Linked DNA regions of Mus musculus: all the other regions are linked to region 3. Evidence: chromatin contacts called from public Hi-C and Micro-C data. All regions are on one chromosome and are shown on one strand. Each heading gives the region's core, a stretch centred on a gene start, on an enhancer-like site or on the middle of the called end of the contact. The rest is flanking DNA. Distances are from core to core; before and after follow the strand shown.

What was found. Hi-C and Micro-C count contacts between places; a contact is called where the count stands out from the background.
Region 1: a contact with region 3 is called in a Hi-C map of the G1E-ER4 cell line, with 1.9 times the contacts expected there. The contact joins two enhancer-like sites. A contact is called at or near these places in 6 of 39 promoter capture datasets (the 3T3-L1 cell line, embryonic stem cells, liver and 2 more), 1 of 15 datasets of contacts at CTCF or cohesin (CD8 T cells), 8 of 484 Hi-C or Micro-C datasets (CD8 T cells, the G1E-ER4 cell line, Sertoli cells and 4 more) and 5 of 115 datasets of contacts at active chromatin or transcription factors (CD8 T cells, astrocytes, embryonic stem cells and 1 more).
Region 2: a contact with region 3 is called in a Micro-C map of the G1E-ER4 cell line, with 2.7 times the contacts expected there. The contact joins two enhancer-like sites. A contact is called at or near these places in 11 of 39 promoter capture datasets (the 3T3-L1 cell line, 3T3-L1-derived adipocytes, the C10 cell line and 7 more), 2 of 15 datasets of contacts at CTCF or cohesin (CD8 T cells and the G1E-ER4 cell line), 3 of 484 Hi-C or Micro-C datasets (all in the G1E-ER4 cell line) and 6 of 115 datasets of contacts at active chromatin or transcription factors (CD8 T cells, bone marrow-derived macrophages, embryonic stem cells and 2 more).

What each region holds. Positions count from the first base shown.
Region 1 is chr5:96,883,397-96,887,647 of GRCm38.p6, reverse strand. It overlaps Gm33100 (predicted gene, 33100), which reads right to left. Exons shown (of 4, transcript NR_166594.1): 3 at 1,969-2,094. Among named protein-coding and RNA genes, the nearest start is that of Gm33100, 6.2 kb to the right of the region's middle. Within about 2 kb of position 2,292, at least 11 of the 459 cell types and tissues checked have an H3K27ac peak or open chromatin away from gene starts, as enhancers often do. A contact at or near this core is called in the G1E-ER4 cell line, where this site is marked.
Region 2 is chr5:97,015,065-97,019,336 of GRCm38.p6, reverse strand. All of the region lies in intron 1 of Bmp2k (BMP2 inducible kinase), which reads right to left. Among named protein-coding and RNA genes, the nearest start is that of Bmp2k, 20 kb to the right of the region's middle. Within about 2 kb of position 2,031, at least 36 of the 459 cell types and tissues checked have an H3K27ac peak or open chromatin away from gene starts, as enhancers often do. A contact at or near this core is called in the G1E-ER4 cell line, where this site is marked.
Region 3 is chr5:96,948,939-96,953,218 of GRCm38.p6, reverse strand. No RefSeq gene overlaps it. Among named protein-coding and RNA genes, the nearest start is that of Gm46916, 9.7 kb to the right of the region's middle. Within about 2 kb of position 1,313, at least 35 of the 459 cell types and tissues checked have an H3K27ac peak or open chromatin away from gene starts, as enhancers often do. A contact at or near this core is called in the G1E-ER4 cell line, where this site is marked.

The DNA of each region.
Region 1 (4,251 bases), core at 1,043-3,542, 67 kb after region 3:
TACAGCTCAAATTTCTCCCAACTGTCTGAATTCACCATCTCAGCTCTGTCAAATGCTGCTGGAAATCTACTCCCGGAGACGGGGGTAAAACCTTTCAAATCTTAGAATAAAATTTCTGTTACCTTGTTTAAAATAATATGCCTATCTCTAAGTTAGGCCTAAGCAATTACTTGCTTTTCTGATTTTCCTTTTTTCCTCACAGAGACAAACCCAAGGAGAAAGTTCTGCAGCATAGTCTGAAGGGCAGAAGAATGTCCTATACAGGATAATTTAGTTGGCACCAATGATTTTCAGCCAAGATGTTTTTGGGTTTTGACTTTTGTTTAAAAGTTTAAAACATTTATTGTCACTCAACAACAACAATGACAACAGCAACAAAATGATTTTAGCTTGTGCCTTGCCTAGTGTAACCAGCCCGTACTTTTGCTAAAATGATGAATGTCTCTACGTCCTGGGAGCCAACAGTATCCAACTGGATAATAGGTGCCAAAAGTTGATAAGATGACAAACAGTGATAGTAATTTAGAAATGTACGTGTAACTGGTCCTTGTAAGAATTTAAACAAGCTATTTGGTTGTGTTGATTCTTCTTAACAACCATATCTTTTAAGATAGGAAAGAAACTAGATGATAGAGGTTAACAAATTCCTCTCATATATGAAATCCCATGAGTTACAATTGCAATCTTACACCACGTAGGCATGAAGATGGAGGAACTGGGGGCTGGAGAGATGGCTCAGCGGTTGAGAGCACTGACTGCTCTCCCAGAAGTCCTGAGTTCAATTCCCAGCAACCACATGGTGGCTCACAACCATCGGTAATGATGCCCTCTTCTGGTGTGTCTGATGACAGCTACAATGTACTCACATACTTAAAATAAATAAATAAACCTTAGAAGGAGGAGGAGGAACAACACACTGAACAATTTAAAATTATTTTTCCACATGGATATATATATATATATACACACATATATGCACATGTATATATATATACACATATATGGAAATAATATTAGTAGAATCAAAGTTTTTAAAGTATTCAGCAAAAAATACCTACAAACCTAAACCTTTACCCTAAGCAAGCCACTTCTCTGTCAGTCTCTAGATATATAAAATGAAACATTAAATAATGGCTAAGAAAGTGTCTAACTGGAGACATTGGTCATTAAAACAGAGCCCTTGCTGAGGAGGGTTCTTGGTCACAGATCAGTGCGCATGATCATATCGACAGAACCTAACCCAGCTTCTCTATTTCGAAGACATTTATAGTTGGCCATAGCAGCCTGAAAGACTGACTGGGAGGAAAAGAAAGCCAAGGTATTGATGTTTATCATTCGTTCATTCATTTGTAAGTACGGTAACGTACTTGGCATCAGGTTCTACCACAGATTCTGAGACTGTGCTGTATCTGAAAGGAATCAGTCTCCCCTCTCTCAGAGCATGTTTTTCTAGAAGACACCATACACACATGAAAAAAAAAAGTCTTGAGTTTTATATAGGAGGTAGAGCAAGACAAGAGACAGGAAGTACTTGAAGTTGTTTTTTCATGGAGGGTGGCGATGGATAGTGGGCTATCGGAAGAGAAACCTGATAGGGCGAGAAAAAGAGGCAGTTTCTTGTTCGGGAGGGCAAGTGCAAAGGCCCTGAGGTGGGGGGCATCTACTTTGGGAGCAGAGTGGAAGCCTGTGCAGTGGGAACTGGGGAATTGTACAGGAGCGAGGTCAGAGGGGTCGCGGTTCCCACCGTGCTGGACCTGCAGCTTTCTTGGATGGGCGTGGCCTCAGACTCTCACGTGTGGATCGCCTGCTTTTGAATAATCACAGGGGCAATACGCAGCTCCACCGAAGTGTAGCAGCTGTTCAGCTTGGGTGCAGGGCCTGAGACTCACCATCTCTGCTTAGAAGCACAAGGTGTTCCCAGAGGGAAGAAAATAGAATATCTTTGGTTCTTGGCAAAGTTTTTCTTACTTTGAATCAGTCCCTCCTGTCCCGGCCTTTTCTCCTGGTGTATCCGTGATGGACATGCTGAATGGCAGGTACTCCATTCTTTCTCTGTGCTGGGTTTTTCTCAACGTGACACACACCTAGGCATATCTGGGAAGAGGACATCTTAGTAGAGAAATTGGACTGTGGAAAGGTCTGGTGGGCATTCCTAATGGTTGATGTGGAAAGGCCCCTGCAACAGTGGGCAGTGCCACCTCTGGGCAGGTGGTTCTGCATGGTGTAAGACTGCAGACTGAGCAGATCATGAGGGGCAAGTCAGTAGACCGCACTCCCCCATGGCCTCTTATCAGTTCCTGCCAAGGGTTCCCTTCGCGGTGCACTGTAGGCTCTAAGGTGAAATAGCCCCCCTCCCGCCCACCCCACCCCCACTCCTGGCCCCCGGCAAACTGCTCTTGGTCATGGTGTTTTAATCACAGCAGTAGAAACCCTAACTACGACACTCTCAACCTGCTTCATGGGAAGGTCTGGTACTGCAGAAACTAGAAAACTTTTTTCTCATTTTAGCTACTACAGGAAAACATTAAATTGTATATACTTGTCACTGTTCTGAACCATGCGGGGTGATCAAAGCAAGAGGGTCACTCAAGGATAAGTTAAGGCCTCGCTGGCTCCGGGGAGGTCCAGCCTCTCTGGACTGAATGTCAAACAGCCTTCCAAAAATGTATCTATTGATGGTTAACTAAAGTTGTTTTTTTTTTGGTAAAACAAGTTTCTCATACCAAGGCCCCCAATCTAATCTGTATGTCTCCTGAAGGAAAACCTCACAGCTCTGCAGCATTCGTCCTTATTGTGCACTCTTTGTAGTACTCAATCATTCAAGACATTCCATGTTCGCCAGGACCCTCCTGTGACCAAAGTCCCACAAAGGCCGTAAAGCTCCTTCAGAAAAACAACTCTGCAGATAACAAAAAACAATCACTGTTTGCTACAATAATTTCTTCAAGGCCACAGGACTTCTAGAAAACAACTATCAGATTCTACTAGAATTCCATAACATATATTAATGAGTTGCAACATGATGTTTTAATACATGTATACATTGTATAATGTTTAAATTGGATCAAACATGTTCATCTCCTGAGACATTAATCATTTCCTTATGGGAAATCAAAATTCTTTCTTCTTGTTTTTTGATATATGGAGATTATTGTTGTGATCTGTAGTATACTATTGTTCAAAAACATAACAGAAATTTAAAAGTTATTACATTTTAATTTATTGTGTAAGTATGTGTATCTGTACAGGTGTATGTGTGTCAGAGAACTACTTATAATTCTCTCTGTCTACCACACAGGTCCTGAGAGTGGAACTCAGGTTGTCAGGCTCGGTGGCAGGTGCTTTTATCCAAAGAGCCACCTAACCAATCCACAACAATGCTTTGTGCTCCTATTCAACAGGACTCTATCCATACAACCAGCCCTACCCCGGCCTCTGTATTTCCCCAGCCAACCGCCATTCCAATTCTCTCTCAACATTAGGAGATTGTCTTAGTTTGGATTTTCACTGCTGTGAACAGACACCATGACCAAGGCAACTCTTATAAAGGAGAACATTTAGTTGGGGCTGGCTTACAGGTTCAGAGGTTTAGTCCATTATTATCAAGACGGTTAAGTAGGACAATGTGCAGGCAGGCAGGGTGCTGGAGGAGTGGAGACTTCCACATCTTGGTCTACAGGCAGAGAGGAGGAGACTGGATTCTCTACTGGGTGGGGCTTGAGCATAAGAGACCTCAAAGCCCACCTGCAGAGTGGCACACTTCCTCCGAAATGCCACATCCCCTAATAGTGCCACTCCTTATGGGCCAAGCATTCAAACTTATTCAAACTAACACAGAGATCAACAGGACTGAGTGTCACTGGTAATCGTCTTCTTGTCTTGCTTCACTTGAAATCATCCTCGTTTTCAACTTTATTGTCACATGGAACAGAATTTCACCCCGTGTATGGCAGAATAGCATTCTATTGTGTGTACGTAGCACATGTTTCTTGTCACCGACTGGTGAACACTTGGTTGGTTTTGGTTCCCGCATGTGCCACCAGCACCGCAATAAACATGAGCATGCCCTTATCTCTTCAGCCTCATGACTTGGGTTCCTTTGAGATTTCCCCCTCAGTGGGTTGCTGGGTCACACGAAGGTTCTGCTTGCTTCAGATCCACTCCAGCACCTGCTCTCCTTAGCCTGTTAGATCACAGCCATTCTTGCAGAGGTTGGGATTTGTATTTCTCGGGTGAATAGTTTGCCACATA
Region 2 (4,272 bases), core at 782-3,281, 65 kb before region 3:
CCCTGCTCACCTGCAGTCCACCCTCCACCCCGCAGCCCTGCTCACCTGCTCCCTCCACCCCACAGCCCTGCTTACCTGCAGTCCACCCTCCACCCCACAGCCCTGCTCACCTGCTCCCCTCTACCCCACAGCCCTGCTCACCTGCTGTCCACCCTCCACCCCGCAGCCCTGCTCACCTGCTGTCCACCCTCCACCCCGCAGCCCTGCTCACCTGCTGTCCACCCTCCACCCCGCAGCCCTGCTCACCTGCTCCTTCCACCCTGCTCACCTGCAGTCCACCCCAGAGTGATTTGTTTGATAGGACATGGCACTACACATATGTAAGTCTAGCATATGGGAGGCAGAAGCAGGCAGACCACTTCCAGTTCAAGGCCAGCTTGGTCTGTACAGCATGTTCAAGACTAAATAGTTAAGACCCTATCTCAAAAAACAAACAAACAAAAAGAATAAAAATCCTGACTTACAAGGCCGTAAGTTGACTGTCTTCTTTACGGAATGAGGAAAAGTGGAGGGAAACCCTGGACAGTAGCATGCAGCTGAGAAGAGCACTGTGCTCTCTAAAGGAGGAGCTTCATCCTAGCATCGCTGGGGGGGTGGAGGGGGTAACCGGGAAAGGGGAGAACATTTGAAATGTAAATAAAGACAATATCCATTAAAAAAATTACAACTTAAAAAAAAAGAGAGAGTATTAGCCATAGTTTGGTATCATACCTGTACCAAAGGCAAGAGAGCCAGGACTCTACAGTTATAAATTCTCAGGACTTATGTTTGTGAACTGACCCATCATGTGGAGAATTAATGGAGGAATAAACAGACTGGTAAGGTATCAGTACAAGGTAAAGAAAAATCAGTTAATTAGCATTATAAAATGTATATTTCTATCTTAAAATATTTTGGATGCCTCTTAATGGAGAAAAAAAAATAAACTTGTTTGCAGAAAACAAAAGTCTTGACATTATATACTAATGTTTTGTAATATAGTCACCCTCCAAACCCATATATGAAATAAAATATAATTTAGGATTTACTACATTTAGATATTTGCTGTACAGGAATAATGTCATTCAAATCTGAACTTTGTTACTATCATGCCTAACCTTGCTGTTTTTTATTTTAAATGTTTAACTTATAATAATAGTTCTATTTTTACTATGCAAAAATAGCTATTTTAATGTTTCCCTCTTCTGCTCTTGTTTTCTGTAGGACTGGGAACTAAAGTGATGATATCACTCATGCTTTTTTTTTTTTGAGGGGGTTTTTTGGGGGTGTTTTTTGTTGTTGTTGTTGTTGTTTTTTCGAGACAGGGTTTTTCTGTATAGCTCTGGCTGTCCTGGAACTCACTTTGTAGACCAGGCTGGCCTCAAACTCAGAAATCCTCCTGCCTCTGCCTCCCAAGTGCTGGGATTAAAGATGTGAGTCACCACCATCTGGCGGCACTCATGCTTTTTTAAAAAGTGATGAGCCAGTGGGTTAAATACCCAGCCCTGCTTCAGAACTGGAGCTGTACTGCATAGTATAAGCCATTCCAACACAAAGCATTAACATGACTTGATCCCAGGAAGCAAAACTCATTTAGAATACCTGGAAACTGAGCTAACCTGACATTAAATAACTTCCATACAACTACGTCCCAGTCACCTAGTTCTGAGGTAGTTAAATATACAAGATAGACTAAGAAAGCTAGCATACAGAAAGCATTAAAATATGCCCTGACTATCCACAAGGAAGCCAGGATGTGTGGTAATTTCACATCCACCCCAATGAAAATCCACTTTTTTTTTTTTAAATGTGGAAGAAGAACCAGATCACAGTGAGCAGGATATGTTAACTCCCCTTTTATCACGGCCCTGGCCCTAACCCGCCAGTGCTTCCACTGGCACTTCAACCATCTCAAGCGTGCCAAGGAAACACAGTGCCTTCTGTAATTACTTCAGAAAAGGATACCAAGGAAAATCCCAATCGGAGCCAAAGCATCGGCAGAGAGCCTCTATCTGCTACACTGCAGAGGCATCAGCAGAGCCTCTATCTGTTACACTGCAAGCCTGATACCAAAGTCTTGGCTCAGGAAACAGATACATATTTACCCATTCTGTGTCAGCTCTAAGAAAAGCACGCGCTACAGTGTTTCAAATACTTTACCTTGAGTTACTCAACACAAACAAGACTTTCAAACCGAAGGAGCAATCTGTAGAATTCTTCCCTTACAAAGAAAGCTTGTCTAGTTGCTATTTATCAGATCTGTCAGGCAGAGTGGAGCACATTTGCTCCCAAGTCCCTGTGCTTAGTATTCCAGACTCAGTGTGTCCTCTCCCCACTGGGGATGGAAACCCAGCCCACATCATCACTGCTTTCCAACAACATGGACAACGGGAACACATCAATGAAGAAGTCTGTGTTTGACCTGGGTTAACAAGCAAAAAGTCTGCCACTACTGCTGAGCTGTTTGGGAACTTGGCTAAGAGATTATTTTGGAACCCACTTGGATAGCATCCTTGTGGCTTACCAGTTTGATCAACCCGGCATCATCTGGGTAGAGCTAGTCAAACTCTTCCAACAGGCATGTTCAGCCTGGGTTCTGCCTTATAAACAAGCCGCACTTTTGATAGAAAAGCCGGTCACTGTGGCTGGAGAGATGGCTCAGCAGTGTCCTATTCTTACAAAGGAACAGGGTTTGTTCCCAGCACCTGCGTGGGGCCTCTAACTCCAGCCCCAGGAAACCCAATGCCCTTTCTGGCCTCCACAAGTGTGCATACACCACACATACCTAAAAATAAGTAGTAATGACATAATACTTTTAAAATTCTTTAAAATGCTAAATGTTCTCTTTTGTTAAAAGCCAGTCATACTGAGACAGAACTTGTATATTAAACAATACACATTCAACATTACAATCAACGTGAAAACCTCTCCCAATGAAAATAGTTATATGCGCATCAGACACTGGAGGGAAGCACAGCCTGGGACAACAAAAGCACCATTCTTTAGATAATCATGATGACTATAAATGGCTACAGACATTATGCAAATAAGCATAATATGTTACAACAGCGTTTAAATCATGAATTTTGATGAATCAAAGAGCTGACTGATGAAAGAAGCCATGAGGCTTAAGGGAAGTGAGCAGGGGCATATGGGAGGCTCTGGAGGGAGAGAAGAGAAGGGAGAAACGCTGTGATTAAAACACAATCTCAAAAGGAGATGCTAGCTCATATAGAAATGGATTGGAATATGTAACCAACTGCCTTTTCAACACTCCCGTTCCACGTGTTTCTCCCCATCCTTAAACCGTCTCTTCAACTGCTTTTAAAGGTTAAGGTCCATGTACAAAGCGCTGGAATCCAGCCCAGCACAGAAAAAAAGAGGAAAAGAAGATGGGGTAGGTTTCCGAAAGGTATCCAACAAGTATACCCATTTCCCCTGTTTCCTTCCACCACATTTCCAGCTTCTCGCCAGTCCTTTGGCCTTGGCTATCTTCCGGGAGTAACTAACCTCTTTCTGACTGGATTTAAGGCCACTCCAGAAGCTAGAACCCATTCCTATTAATGAGCCTGTGGCTAGGTAGGTCATGGGCCGTGGAGAATCTGCTATCATCATTCTGATAAGCTGACACAGTATTGTAATAACTTATGGCTGAAACCCCACATCAGTGCTTTGCCCATCTCTCACCCGAGAAGTTTCTTCACTCAGAAAATGGCAATCAGCAGAGACTCCCAACAGGTCAGCATGCACAGGATGAGAGAATGCAGAGTGCTCAGCCCTAACTGGACCATCTGTTATCATACTCTTCATCCCAAGGCTAGGATCACTGTGGGAGAGGGGGCAGGAAGACCATAGGAGCCAAGGTGGAGGATAACTTAGGAAAGCTGTCTTCCAGGCACAGCGGGGAGCTGTGCTCTGGACTCACTGCAGTTGTCACAACAGGAGCAAGAAGGGGACACTCAAGCCAGACAACACTACTGTACAGAGAGGAGAGGTGAGCAAGAGAGCTCGCCTCCACCTGAGATGCTTCTAACATCCGAGAGCTGCTGGGAGAGGCAGGCAGCAACAGTGTGACCCTGCTAGGCTGACAATCTTCCCCAGAAGGCCAAGAGCAATAGAACAACTTCTGGGTGGATGGGGCTGGGGGTCACAATGGATGGGGAAATTCTCTAGGCAACTAGAAGATTTCTGCAAATGTTCCAGCATAAAGCCGTGATAATACCACTGCCATCTCTTAGCTGTGTGAGCACAGTTTATAGAAACAGTTTGATTAGAGTTAGTTAACTTTTCAGA
Region 3 (4,280 bases), core at 64-2,563:
CAACAATTCTCAGTCTTGTTGCTACTATTCTGAAGAGACAAATACTACAATAAAGTCACCCATGCTGGAATGGCTAGCAGAGTTGGGCACCTTTAGTGACAATCCCCACAGACTCCATCTAATAGAGTGGATAATTTCCCAGTGTGAATAGGTGTACCTGACTAGATGGCTAGCAGCCAGATCTTTAAGCAATGTCCATCACACCATATGAATGGGTGTTGTCCCATCTTCTATAGCTTCTATAGCTTACTTCACTAGAAGTAAGTGCCATGAGACCGGATTTTCTTTTTTCTTAGTTTGGGTTGATAGTGCACCCTTCGAGCCCACGGTAGCTTCTCTATAAACGTTGAATGAATGGATGTGTGACTATGGTTTGTAGGGCTTGTTGGTTCACAGACAGACTTTGGAGTCAATACCTAATTCTCAAGTTGTGCTAACCCTGAGTGGGAACTTAACTCCTCTGAACTTCTATGCTTAGATTTCCTCATTCCTAAGACATACCGAACATAACACATTCCATCTCATACAGCATAGTGAAGAAGTACTTAGAACACTATCTATACTTTTGGCTATTATTTTATTGACTATAGTGTGACAAATCATTCTAAAACTTAGTTTTTGAATCATAACCTTCTTTACTTGCTTATAGCCTTATTTCATCTTAATGTCTAGCTCTGGCTGAGATAAAGATGAAGCTGTGTTCTACTTGCTTTGTAATTTCAGAATACTTGGCCTTGTGGGTCAGGTGACTCTTTGCTGTAGGGAATTAATGCACTGTAAGGTAACATCACACATTCTGCAGGAGAGTATCATGGAAATTGTATAGCGGCTCTCCCTCCTAGTTTCCACTGTTTTCAAACACTGTAAATGTTCTCAGGGTGAGATAAGGGGTTCTTATATGGTTTAGAACTAGGGAGTCAAAGCAAATAATAGATCCAGCCCAGATTGAAGGCATAGGAGGGGCTGGATCCCAAGAACAATGATTCACTGGAGACGAGTGAAGGTCAGCATGAAGGTCTCTGACCCTTCCTGTCTAAGGAACAGGATTGTTCCTGAGCATTTCTTACAGGATGAACTCTGCCTCTGGCTTTTACTAACAGGCACTCTTTTGAACCCCATGCTCGAGTGTCCCCCTTCATTGTTGGCAATGTTCTGCAGCCTTCATGTCTATTTTGGTTTCTCTCCTGTAGCATTCTTGTGATCTGTCACTTCTTTCCACCCATGCATGTCACTGAGCTGTTCCTACTGCTCATATCATAGCACATGACCAGGCTCTGGAGACAGATAGGGCTCATCTGGCGGCCTCAGCACCCTACCCATATACCCGCACGATTATGCTGTCTTCCTGAAAGTGTGTGCCTTATCACCCCCTCCCGCCCTCTCCCTTAACTCTTTTCTCTTAAAGATTCGGTTTATGGGCCCCTCTTCTAGGAAACTTTCCAGGAAGGCCACTCTCCAATGTGATATAACAGTTTCTTGAGGGAGGAGGCCATTTATCTGACAGATTTCATCTCATCTCCATATTCTCACTGTCGTATGGATGAGTAACAGAGAGGCCTTTCAAAGCAGAGTTTAATGCTTAAAGAGAGGCTTGTAAGGACAGCAGGGAGTCTTGAGATGATCTAGACTCTAGATTCTCAAGGAATCCAGAGGAAGAGCCTTGGGGTGGTGGTTGCTAGCTTACAAGCTGCAACCCAGAGATTAGTGAGGCTTGAATAGTAGTCGTGGTCTCTCTCTCTCTCTCTCTCTCTCTCTCTCTCTCTCTCTCTCTCTCTCTCTCTTGTGTGTGTGTGTGTGTGTAGAAAAGTGAAGAAGCTAGGAGTCTGTAAGGAAAAGGAGGAGTGTAATGGGTGGTTATCTATCAGGCAGGTAACACTGTTAGGGTTTGGAGGTCAAGGTGTAAGGGCTTCCTAGTTCACACGAAGATACTAGAGGAGTTTCTGTGTAGAGAAATGACCGACATTGACCTCTTCTCTTGGGATTCCCTGCTCCCACATTCAGAAGACTGGCAGGGGGGATCGGGTTCACTGGGCAGGAAGCTGATGCAGCAGAGGGGATGGCGACCTTTCCTGGCAAAATGAACGGAATGGATGGGAGTAGAGGTCACTCCAAGGCTTGAGGACGACGAGGTGAGGGCTATGTTCTGACAGGGAGCTACTTCTTGGAGAAGGAAATTCAAAGTTCAGTATGGCTATGCTGAGTTTGAGACTCTTATTACATATTTAGTTGGTTGTGTTCTAGACGGTTAACAAGTATAAACTGTCTCCAGAAACTGGACATGTGAATGTGGAAGTGATTAGCTTCATCCTATCAGCTGGAACAGATTTTTTGGGATTAAGAAAATAATAACCAAACACAATGGATAAATACAATAAAAGTTTATTTCCCACTGTTCAACATGTCTGAGAAAGTTCCAGGTCATTGGCAAACTGAGACTTGTATTCTGCGGAGAGTTGGGAACAGAAACCCTGTAGAAATGGGTCAACAGAAAATGGTGAGAGAAAGAAATAAAATCACAGACAATCCACGCAGAATCCAACAGAGGGATGTTGTTATAAAGGAGACCCAAGAAAATGGGAGACAGCTTGAGGACAACATAGGTCTGAGACATTTGTGTTGGTATTTATTTTATTCGCCGTTCCGGGATCTACCCAGGGACACACACGTGCTAGGGAAGTTCTGTGCAGCTGAGCTACAACCTTGACCCTGGTGGTTGATTTTTAAAGTTTTTTTTTTTTTTAATTTTAGATAGAAAAAAAGTTGGAATATTTAAATGTTAATGGAGAGAGGAAAGAGGGGAGATGCAGGAAGGGGAGGGATTTCAAGAGCCCATTTTGAGTGTGTAGAGTGAGAGGCTTTAGGTGGGTTCTGAACGGCTTATCCACTACAGCAGAAGAGCGTGCGGCGCAGAGGCAGGGAGGGTGACTATCAATTTAGGTTTATCTCAAACTGGGGGCGGGGGGAGTAGAGTCTGGATCACAGAACTTTTAGTGTTTCCTCTGGGACAACTCTGATCTCACATAATGGCTAGACTAACCCTAGAGACGTGGAAATGCACCAAAGAAGCTCCAAGTACTGCCATGTTAAAAATAATTCACCATTTCTCAGTGGATTCCACACGTTACAAAGCATTTACACAGTCTAGACCTCAGCATTGTGCAATGTGGGGATATTGCACCATAGAGGTTGTAGTTCTTAGGTCTGGGGTACAGCTCAATCCTACTGAGTACATGCTGTGTGTGTACTAAGACATATTCCACATTACTCAGGATGTACCATCTGTAGATAACAATAAATAAAAACAGTAGGAAGCTGCATTCCCCGAGATTTGGCTGTTCCCCAACACCGATAGATCTGTTATCTTTGTTATCTTTGCTTCATCTTTGCAACAACAATCAATTGATCTACAATGGTAGGTGCAGTTGTTGTAATCTCCACCTAACAATTGAGGAGAAAAATAATTAAGCAATTTTCTCCAAGCTCATATGGGGAGTGTTAGAGAAAGTCCTGGAAGCTTGGTGGATTCCATAGTCTAAACTTTCAGTACTGCACTGGACTGACTCCTAGAAATTACTGTAATGAGTGGGAATAAATGAGCACCTGGAACAAGTACCATACAGATTTAGCAGAAAGATGGGGGCATTTTTCAGACTTCGGAATGAAGAGTCATCCAATGAAGCCAAAGAAGGTGAGGATTTCACAAAGCAGAGGCGAGAGCTCAGGCACAAGAGCCCTTAAGCCAGTGGTTTGCAGCCTGTGGGTTGTGACCCCATGGTGGTGGTGGGGTGTCAAATGACCTTTCACAAGGGTCACCTAAGAACATCCTGCATATCAAACATTTACATTACGACTCATAACAGTAGCAAAACTAGTTATGAACTAGCAACGAAAGCCATTTTATGGTTTCAGGTCACCACAACGTGAGGAACTGTATTGAGGGGTTGTTGCAGCGTTAGAAAAGGTTGAGAACTGCTGCGAAAAAGCAACTTTTGTTCTGTCTCTTACTCTTCTTGTGAGTTTCCAGAGGCTTGGCTTTCCTGACTTTGCCTTTGCATCCGTCCTGAAGCTCAACAACCAACTTGTACAGAAAAGCAGTTTGTTTAGCTCCGTTCTGGGAGCCAAAAGTCCTGATTCTAACAGATTTGCTGAGAGCCTCCTGGTAGACACATCAGAACAGGAAATCACAGAGTGGGAGAGGAAACCAAAGCGACTGAGGAAGCGCTAGGCTTGTTCTGTCATAACAACCTATGTCATGGGAACTGACTATAGGGTCCCATGAG